Regions from separate parts of the Anas platyrhynchos genome. Here region 2 is linked to region 1. Evidence: chromatin contacts called from public Hi-C data. All regions are on one chromosome and are shown on one strand. Each heading gives the region's core, a stretch centred on a gene start, on an enhancer-like site or on the middle of the called end of the contact. The rest is flanking DNA. Distances are from core to core; before and after follow the strand shown.

Region 1 (4,342 bases), core at 187-2,686:
AGGACAGAGATCCCTGCTCCATCTGGGCAGTCTGTGACATGCCTGCCGATAACCACAAGGGACTGCTACCGAGAACCAAGCTCGATTCTCTCTTCCCCACCCAAACCTGATCCAGGAGAGTTAGTTACTCCTGGGGACTCTCTTCGCAAAGAAGGAGGTGATAGCAAGGTTGTCTTCATGCCAAAGGCCTTCTTGGTTTCACAGTTCACTCCAGTTCCAGACTGCTGTGCACTAATAGCTGTCCTAATGCCTGTCAGAAGGGCTACTACAGCTGCAAGGTGTCAAAGTGGCTTTGCCCCACTCATGAACATTTATCACAGATGCCTGCAGCCTGCCTGTCACCTTGCAGACACTCCACTGCAAGGTTCTCGTCCCACCAGAGCTATGTTCATCTATTATTCACTTAATTGCATGGGGCAATTTGTTAATAAAACATTAGGTGGTTTCCAGCAGAGATTCTACTTAAATCCTACATGTTTATTCTACTCTCTCTAATTTAGGCAGTTTTGTACAGAGAGAAACCCAAGAGGCAGAATTTGAAAACTAACCAATACGCACAAAAAAAGCTCACAAAGTTGCATATCCAGCTGAGGGCTGATTCTGCTCAACACCAGCACTTTGCATCTGCATCACTCATCCCTTGTGTCGTGGGGTTTTCATAACAGGTCCCTTCACACTTTCCTCCACAGCATAAATGACGGCAGGGGAATGGGGTCAGCCCCACACTGATGGTTCACTGCACAGTGCTGGGTAAAGGGAGCACAGGCCCTGTGAAGGGGGCACAGAAGGGGCTGCACCTTCCCCCCGTACAGATTTCAGAGGAGCCCTTTGCCCACTGAGGGGCCGCAGTGCTGGTGTACAGGGCAGGATTTATCCTCCAACTGCATAAATTACAGAATTTCTAAACCTTTAGAAACATAAGGCTTGATTCAGAAACGCTGATGATTTTAAGAGAAGTAGGGATAAAACAAGTTAACATTGCCATCCCCCAAATTCCCTGGGGGATCCAGATCTGAGGTGGGCGTTTGCAGCTATTTTTTGGGGTAGGTTCATGAAGAAGAGCAGAGGAACATGGCTCCAGAGTAGGCAGAGCCTGAGGGAAAGGTGCAAGGGCTTCACCGAATTGACATAATCCTGATTTACCTGTGAGCCCGTCAGAGGCCCAAACAACAAAATAGCTGCTGAGCACTGTGAGGAAACCAACTTTGCAGCCATGGCCACATCCCCAGCCCTTGCTGAGACCCTGCAGAGAGCCGCAGCCCATGGCACACACCTCACCGAGCGAGAAACGTGGTGCAGGAGCCATCTCTGTGGCACCGCCACCGCACCATGAGGGCACACGCGGAGCACCCTGACTGGAAACGGGGCTGGGGAGGGGGAGCTGAGGGAGCTCCCGTTCAGCTCCCTCCTGCTCGGTGCTGGGGAAACCTTCCCAGGAAAATGGGGAAATGTGGAACACCCGAGCAGCTGTGAATCAGCCAGGCACACCGCTGCGGCTTCACCACCTTGCTTCCTCCCGGGCTGTGCCCGGCACAGGGGCCGCGTGAGGAGCTCCCCCACAGCCCCGACCCCACCCCCTGCCATGGCTGTTCCGCCGAGGGGGGCTCCAAACGGGGGCTCGGGCTGAGCTCCACGGCTCGGAGGGAGCCTCCCGGGCTCGGCACGAAGCGCAGAGCGGGGCCGGGGCCGCCTCTGCCCGCTAGGTGGCGGCCTCGCCCAGCGGTCGCGGCGGTTCCCCGGCAGGCGAGGCGGCTTCGTCCCGCCTCCGGCGCCTCCCGCCGCCATCTTCGTGGCTGAGGGGAGCTCGGGGTGCTGAGGGGAGCTGGGACCCAGTATGGGCGCTCAGCAGCTGTGCAGGGAGAGGAAGGTGGCAGGGGAATGGCGAAGAAACCTCAGGCTGGCACTCCTGCCACGACTTAGGGGAAGCCTTTTTGCCTTCTTGTGGTCCTGCTGTTCAGGCAGGTTTTTTACCCCTAGGTGGTGAGGAAGGTGTTTGTGTGTGTGTGGGGCTCGCACGCCAGCAGTGAGCGCCCTGCAGCTCGCAGGAAAGGCAGCGGGACAGGTGTTAGCACAGGAACATGAGAAACGCGACACACAGCCGGTGAGGGCTGGGTAGGCAGGTGTCAGTCACGCTGAAAAACACATGGAGAAAAATGTTCCTGAGGAGCTTGGAGAAGACAGGAGTTTCCTTCTCTTTGAATTGCCATTTGTATTCTGAGTGTTGTGTAAACATTAAATATTTAAAACATTGCCCGTAGCACTCTTGTTTCTCAGTGGGATTTGGATAAAGCCGTTACTGATTCAGGGTCATGAGAAAAGCTCTCGGGCTGAGCTGTTTTCCCTTCTCGGAGCACCTGAGACCTCTAGGAACAAAGCCCTTCTAAAATGGGCTTAAATCACAAACTCATTTAACATGAGGAGGAGCTGGAAGGGGCTGCGGTCACATTTCCTCCACCGCTCACTGTAGGATGATGCTGCAGAAACATTCCCCAAGCCACCCTGAGCACGTGGCGCAGCTCTGCGCTCCCACACGTGTGCGGGGATCAGAGAGGCCCAGGGCAGTGCGCTGCAGTTAGGACACTTGAGCTAGCAGTGCTCATAGCATTTTACATCTGCTGTGGAGCCCATGAGGGTTTTACCTTGAAGACTTGACCATATAATGCCTTTATTTTATTTAACAGAGGTAAAACACAGTGCCTAATCTTTCCTTTCTCGTTACTGTTAAACCCAGGGTTGAAAGGATCCCAAGCTTCTGTGTTTGGGAGCTCTCTTACGTTAATGGATAAATTTATATACGTTTCAACCTCCTACATCACGTCAGCCACTATGATATGCAAATTATTTACCAAGGTGTTACGTTGAAGTGAAGTAGGTGGAAATAGGTCCAAGTTTTCCACTGGAAATAGGTCCAAGCCTGTCTTCATGCAGTTTCAGATCCCAGCTCCTCAACAGATAGTGCTCGTGATCTCCAGTACTTATAACTCTCAGCAGCTCCTTTAGTTTCACATGTAAAACTCATTATACAGAGTCTCAGACAGTGGTTATCCTTCCCACCAGCAGCTGAAACCCAAAGAAATTCTAAGCCCACTTTGGGCATCTGCCAAAAGTGTTGCTTCTGACCGTGGGTGACTCCCCATGTCCCACAGAAACCTGTGGCTGTGTCAGAATTTGAAACCAGTTCTCTCGAGTTGCAGCCTGGTGCTCTAATTACTCTTTTCCTTGTTCTGTGACCTGGCATTTTTTATCACAGTGGTTCTAATTTTCTGACCAGCAGCAAGTGTCTTGAGTCATTAAGGTTTCAAGATCAAAGATATTAAGGGCAGGCTTGTTTTTTCTCTATCTGAATTTGTGTCAAGGGGACAGAAGGGTGTTCTTTAGTGTATACTTTAATGGAATAAGCAATGAGGGGGATGCTGTGCTTGTCCATGTGTGCCTGGGAGCCTGTCCTGGAGTGCTTAGTATGAGATGCTAGCATAAGAAAAGTGTCCTTTAAAAGGAGCTCTGAGAAGGGCACAGGAGGACACGCTGGGCCTCATTGTCAAGTTCTCCAGCATGTAACTGCACTGCCTCCTCTTTCAGTTCCCCTTCCCACCCAGAGGACAACCTATTCATTTGCAGAGCTACAAAAGCTTGGCCTCATCTCACCGCATTTGGCTCATCTTCCTGCTGTATGCGCACAGTAGTACATGGGTGGGCGACCCCATTTGAGAGTTGATTTCATTACAGATCCGCTGTGTTACTCCATTCACATATCGCATAGTTATCTTCTTCCCTGATGAGGACTTCTTAATTAAAGCATGAACGATTTGTGACAGAACAGCGTCTTCCAAAGATTTTCTTTCCTGAGTGCACAAATGCATTGTTCTCCAAAGACCAGGCTGGTAAGCTATTAATCAAGACCCTATTAGTGCATCCTGTTGGGTCAGCTTTCTAAGCAGTATTGCAAGAATCATAACTTACAGACTGATTACAGATTTGGCCGTGAACTGTTACTGTATTCCTATTTTCACTGAGAATTTTTCTACTTATTACAGTCAGGCTGCTGCACTGTGTTAATACAAGCTCAGATTGGCTTTGCTGCCTTGTTTTGCAGCAGAATTGGGGCCGTATATGTCAGAGAAGGGCATCTTTGTCTCTCCTCCTGTTCCCAGGGGAGGGCAACTGTGTTCCCCTGTGTTCCCCTGCCTGTGGAAAGAAGGTCTTTTGATTGCTCTGGTGCTCCCTGACAAAAGGCTCAGCAGTTTTACAGTGATCCTTGTGTGCCAAGAGCACCGTAGCCACATCAGTGCGGTGCTGCAGCAGCCAGCCATGCAATGCACCCGTGCTGCCTTCGGGACCCAAA
Region 2 (4,327 bases), core at 271-2,770, 94 kb after region 1:
TTACTTCAGAAAAGAGTATCCTCTGAGACACTAATCTGAACCATATTAGGCAGCATGAGATACTGAGAATTGGAAAGTATCTTCCCATCAATAACTTCATCTGGATAAAAGGAAAAGATAAATTTAGCTTTTCAGATTAAAATATCTGCTTTAAATCAGGTGAATCATCTTTCCTCCAGGAAGCTAACATTTAAACTTCTGCCTGTGTAACTAAATCTGGAAGAAGACATGTTTGTTGACATTGCTGGGCAACTGCGGTACTTTGGAGAGGAGCAGACTGCAGGTAAAAGGGATTTTGTGACTATTTCTCTGCTAACTTCTCTACATATAAGTAGAAAATCCAGTTTCTATCATCACAAGTCAGTCTTAAGTGCTTTCTATGTCAACACCACCCCCCTGTTGCACAGCACGTTTTACCCATCAGGACGTAAGTTCGGGTGATAAGCAGCTGAAGTCTGGCTGCACCACAGATGAGAATTCTGGAAAAAATTAAATCAAACAATCATTGCTTTTGAAGGAAGTCTTGGATCATCGTACTCCAGTCAGTCTATTTAGATGCACATGTTTAATTACTTTTCTTATTTTAACCTCTGTGCTTTTGGACTGCTTTCAAAATGTCATCCTTGATCACTCCTTTCAAAGCCTTGTTTGATGAGCTCTTATATGCCAAAGACCCCTGAAATCACACGTGACCATTTCAGGGCTCTGCTAAATGTCTCAGAGCAGTCAAAGACTAAGGCCTGTAAGGCCAGTGGCTCACTCTCGACCCTATAGAGCAACAGGCTTTAAGCCTGAATTTTCAGAGGAACTGACAGTTCGTTGAAGAGCTATCCTGTACTAACCTATAGAGTTAAGTCCCTCCTACATGATACTGTGAGCTAATAAGCAAGGGGGACTTGGCAGACTTTCACCACATAACATTTGTTTCCTTTGGAGATTTTTTTTTACAGGGACCACACACATATCTGAAAGTCTTTTAAATACCAATGTTAGTGAGACAAAGTCAGCTTGCTGCTGGGGAGAGAAGGGTGGAGGAATACCTCCGCAGCATGGCTTCACCACTCCGAGCCTTGTAACCTCTGCAGAGGCGGTTCAGACTCAAGTCACAGATGGCCTGAATCTTTAAAAATCCCAGGGAGCAGCAGGGACAAAGCTTTCTGCCTGGGGAAGGAGGCGAGGGTGCAAACTGAAGCTTCCAACTGTTTGGCTGAGCTCTACGGCCACCTCCAGCAGCCTGACCGTGTGGGGCTCCTCACCTGCACCTCCCAGCACCAGCGCCCCTTGGATGGGACTTGTCACTGCTCTGGAGCCAGCCTCCAGATCCCACCAGCTGTGCTGAGTTTCCATGCTGCAGCCCTGTACCCTTGGCAAACCCCCCTCAACTTCAGCAGATTACTTTGGCTTCAGATAAACTTCTGCTGAAATCTGGGAGAAACTGGCCATGCATGCTCTGTGGGATCAACAGGAAGCATGCTGCAAGGGAAAAGGCCATTCCCTGGGCTCATAAACCCTTCGTAAGGATCTGGAAACAATGCAGCTCGTAATGAGTAATTCAATGACTCACTGAAGACATTCCCTACACATCCAGATATGAAAAAGCACTCAAACACACGACCGTCATCCAAAGAAAACCTTTTGCACCGGGTTTCATCTGGCTCTGGCTCATCCCCTCCCTCTTACAAGCAAACCACCTAAATCAATGCTTTTTTTCTGCAGCTGAAAACAAATTTCCTGATAGCAGAAAATGCAACACATTACACACAATACCCCGTATTATCCCACACAAATCCTGCCACATCCAGTGGGTTCCACAAGCCAAGTGTTGGTGGCAGTGCAGTGGCACTGGTTTTCCTTAACAGCAATTTGCAAAGCTTGCAGAAAGCCCTGGAAACATCTGCCACGTGCATGGCCTCTACCCTGGGGGACAAGCAGAGCCTCCCAGAGGTTGACAGTACGTTTTTGCTGACCAAACTAAGTATGATATATGGCTTGCAAGTTCTAGCTAAGGTCAAGACAAATAGAACCACAAGAAATCCAGATGTCTCCTTTCACAGAGGTTGTCCATGGCCTGCATCATAACAGTAGACTCATGACCAAGACTAGAAGTTTCTTGATAATTGACCTACAAGACTAAAATTTTAAACAGATGAAAAATGCCTTCTGTGGCCTCAGTAGACATTAGGAACTTTTAAACTCCTGGATGATATGAGAAGATATTCAGCACAGCACAGACAGAGACTATAAGTAATAAGAGGGTAAATTACACCAACCTGGAGTTCTCAACCTCTGAGGCTCATTTTGAACTTTGGAGTTGCAAGAAAATCGTGATCATCCTGTATGACTGGCAGACTTTACAAAGTTTACAAAGAGGAGTAGGAAGGCGAGCTCAATGCTCTTGGTTTTGAATCACAACTCATTCCAGTGTGTGAAGAAGTCCCCATCCTATACAGATCCTCCTTTTCCATAGTCCTAAGCATTTCTCACGTCCGTGTACCCCAACACATCACCCGTAAGTACTCTCTGTTGATGCCCACACTGTCTTCGGAGCACACAGCCCTTCCTAGTAGAGGGCTCACCTTCAGCCCATGTTTGTGCCAACACACCCAACCTCCAGCAGCAGCACATGGGAGACAAACTCCCAGGCAAGGTAAAAGGCTCTGAGGAAACCTGCCTGCTAGCAGATGAGCAATCAGTATTTAGAGTGCGGATTCTGGCTGAGCTCAGCTGCTGTGCAGAGGTGCTGAGCTGTCAGCTACATAGTAGAAATAATTGTCATTCAGCTTGCTCACCTCTACCAGTGTAACAGCTGAGATAGAGGCAGCTCAAAGATTTTTACACTCTCCAAGAACGAAGAGAGCAGAGTGGGAAAGTGCTTTTGTGCTGGTGTCTTATTGCTTCCAGGGGATGGTTCCAACCTGTTTTATCCTAAACAAATCACAGAGAACAGTAGCAAATGATATTTTTATGGCTGCATATACAGCTATTGTTCTTCAGAAACACATTTATCTAAGAAACTGATAATCATTGCTTTGATTCTACACTGAAATTTAAAGATAGATACAGAAATGAACAAATTTATTTTAATCTGAGATGTTATCTGCTCAAAACCCCATACAAATTAGAATACATGAGCACACAAAGATTGTTGTTAAAATACCAATGAACACATTCTTGTTTGCATAGATGTAGTCCCTCACTCTAGGAGGACACAAACTCATTACAGTCAGCCAGAATGAAAAAAAAAAATACACTATAGTTGAAAAAATATGCTATAGCTGACATTTTTAGTCACCTTTCTCCAACAACCAGATCCAGCTCTGCAGACACCATGCTAAACTGAACCAGATCTCCTAAATTACGACAAGACTTTGGAAAGCTGGGTGTTGCAAGCAGGAGCCAGCAGCACCCTGTCTGTTTGTGGTACAAGGCATCCTTGAGTACTCTAAGCACATGAAGGAAGCAGGTTTCAGAAAAATGTGATAGGCAAAGTCCTGCCTCTCGCAGCTATCCAGTGATTTTAGATACCTCCTGAGAACCGACTAAGAGCTAAACGTAGGTTTTATCTCTGAAACAAAGGTTAAGGTATGGAAACACTTTAAGACACCGCCTTCCAAATAGCTGCACTTAAAAGCATTGAAACTCTGATCTGAACTTCAGCGGCTCATCTGCTCCCTGCATGCATGCCTGAGTTGTGCTGACAAGTGAGAGATGGCGTCAGGCAGAAGTTCTCCCGAAGCTGACACCAGAAACTCCACTGTTGATTCTGCTGGCATTTCATCTTCAGATTATGCATGTTCTGTTCAGTAGGAACTCCCCCCCCCCTCCCTCCCCCCCAGTTTAAGATAAAATTATTACATGTCACTGGCCCAAATCTCTAGGTTGTGGGCCACTTCTTGCAGACATAACCCTGACAGCCGGTCATTAAAGTAGGGCTTGCCTTACTTTTAAGCCTATACAAACCCACTCACCTCTGGGCTGGTCACACTAGAGAAAATTTCTTATTCTCTACTTTATGTACTTCCCACATTCCACTTTGGGATAGCTATTTTAGGCCTCCTTCCTTGCTTCTTCCATACAGGTGTGAAAGAAGAACCTTGCGAGAGGTCTCCTTTTACCGTGGGCAGTGCTAATCACAACAGAGCGCATTACCCACATCACACACACATCACTCTCACAGTGCCAGTAGCACCAGTGCACTTTGGCTCCCCGGGAGGTTGGCAGATGTGGCAGGAAATATTTGTGCGCCACAGATGAGAGTGACTGCATAAGTTCAGTGCACAAAAGGTGCCTCCACTGTGCCTCGCAAAGCAGCAGAGACCTGCAGAGA

The links. Hi-C and Micro-C count contacts between places; a contact is called where the count stands out from the background.
Region 2: a Hi-C map of liver shows a contact between it and region 1, with 3 times the contacts expected there. The contact joins two enhancer-like sites. A contact is called at or near these places in 4 of 8 Hi-C or Micro-C datasets (F1 follicle, F5 follicle, liver and 1 more).

The regions. Positions count from the first base shown.
Region 1 is chr10:6,068,150-6,072,491 of IASCAAS_PekinDuck_T2T, forward strand. No RefSeq gene overlaps it. Among named protein-coding and RNA genes, the nearest start is that of CAPN6, 4.1 kb to the left of the region's middle. Within about 2 kb of position 1,437, at least 3 of the 8 cell types and tissues checked have an H3K27ac peak or open chromatin away from gene starts, as enhancers often do.
Region 2 is chr10:6,162,526-6,166,852 of IASCAAS_PekinDuck_T2T, forward strand. All of the region lies in intron 1 of DCX (doublecortin), which reads right to left. Among named protein-coding and RNA genes, the nearest start is that of DCX, 12 kb to the right of the region's middle. Within about 2 kb of position 1,521, at least 2 of the 8 cell types and tissues checked have an H3K27ac peak or open chromatin away from gene starts, as enhancers often do.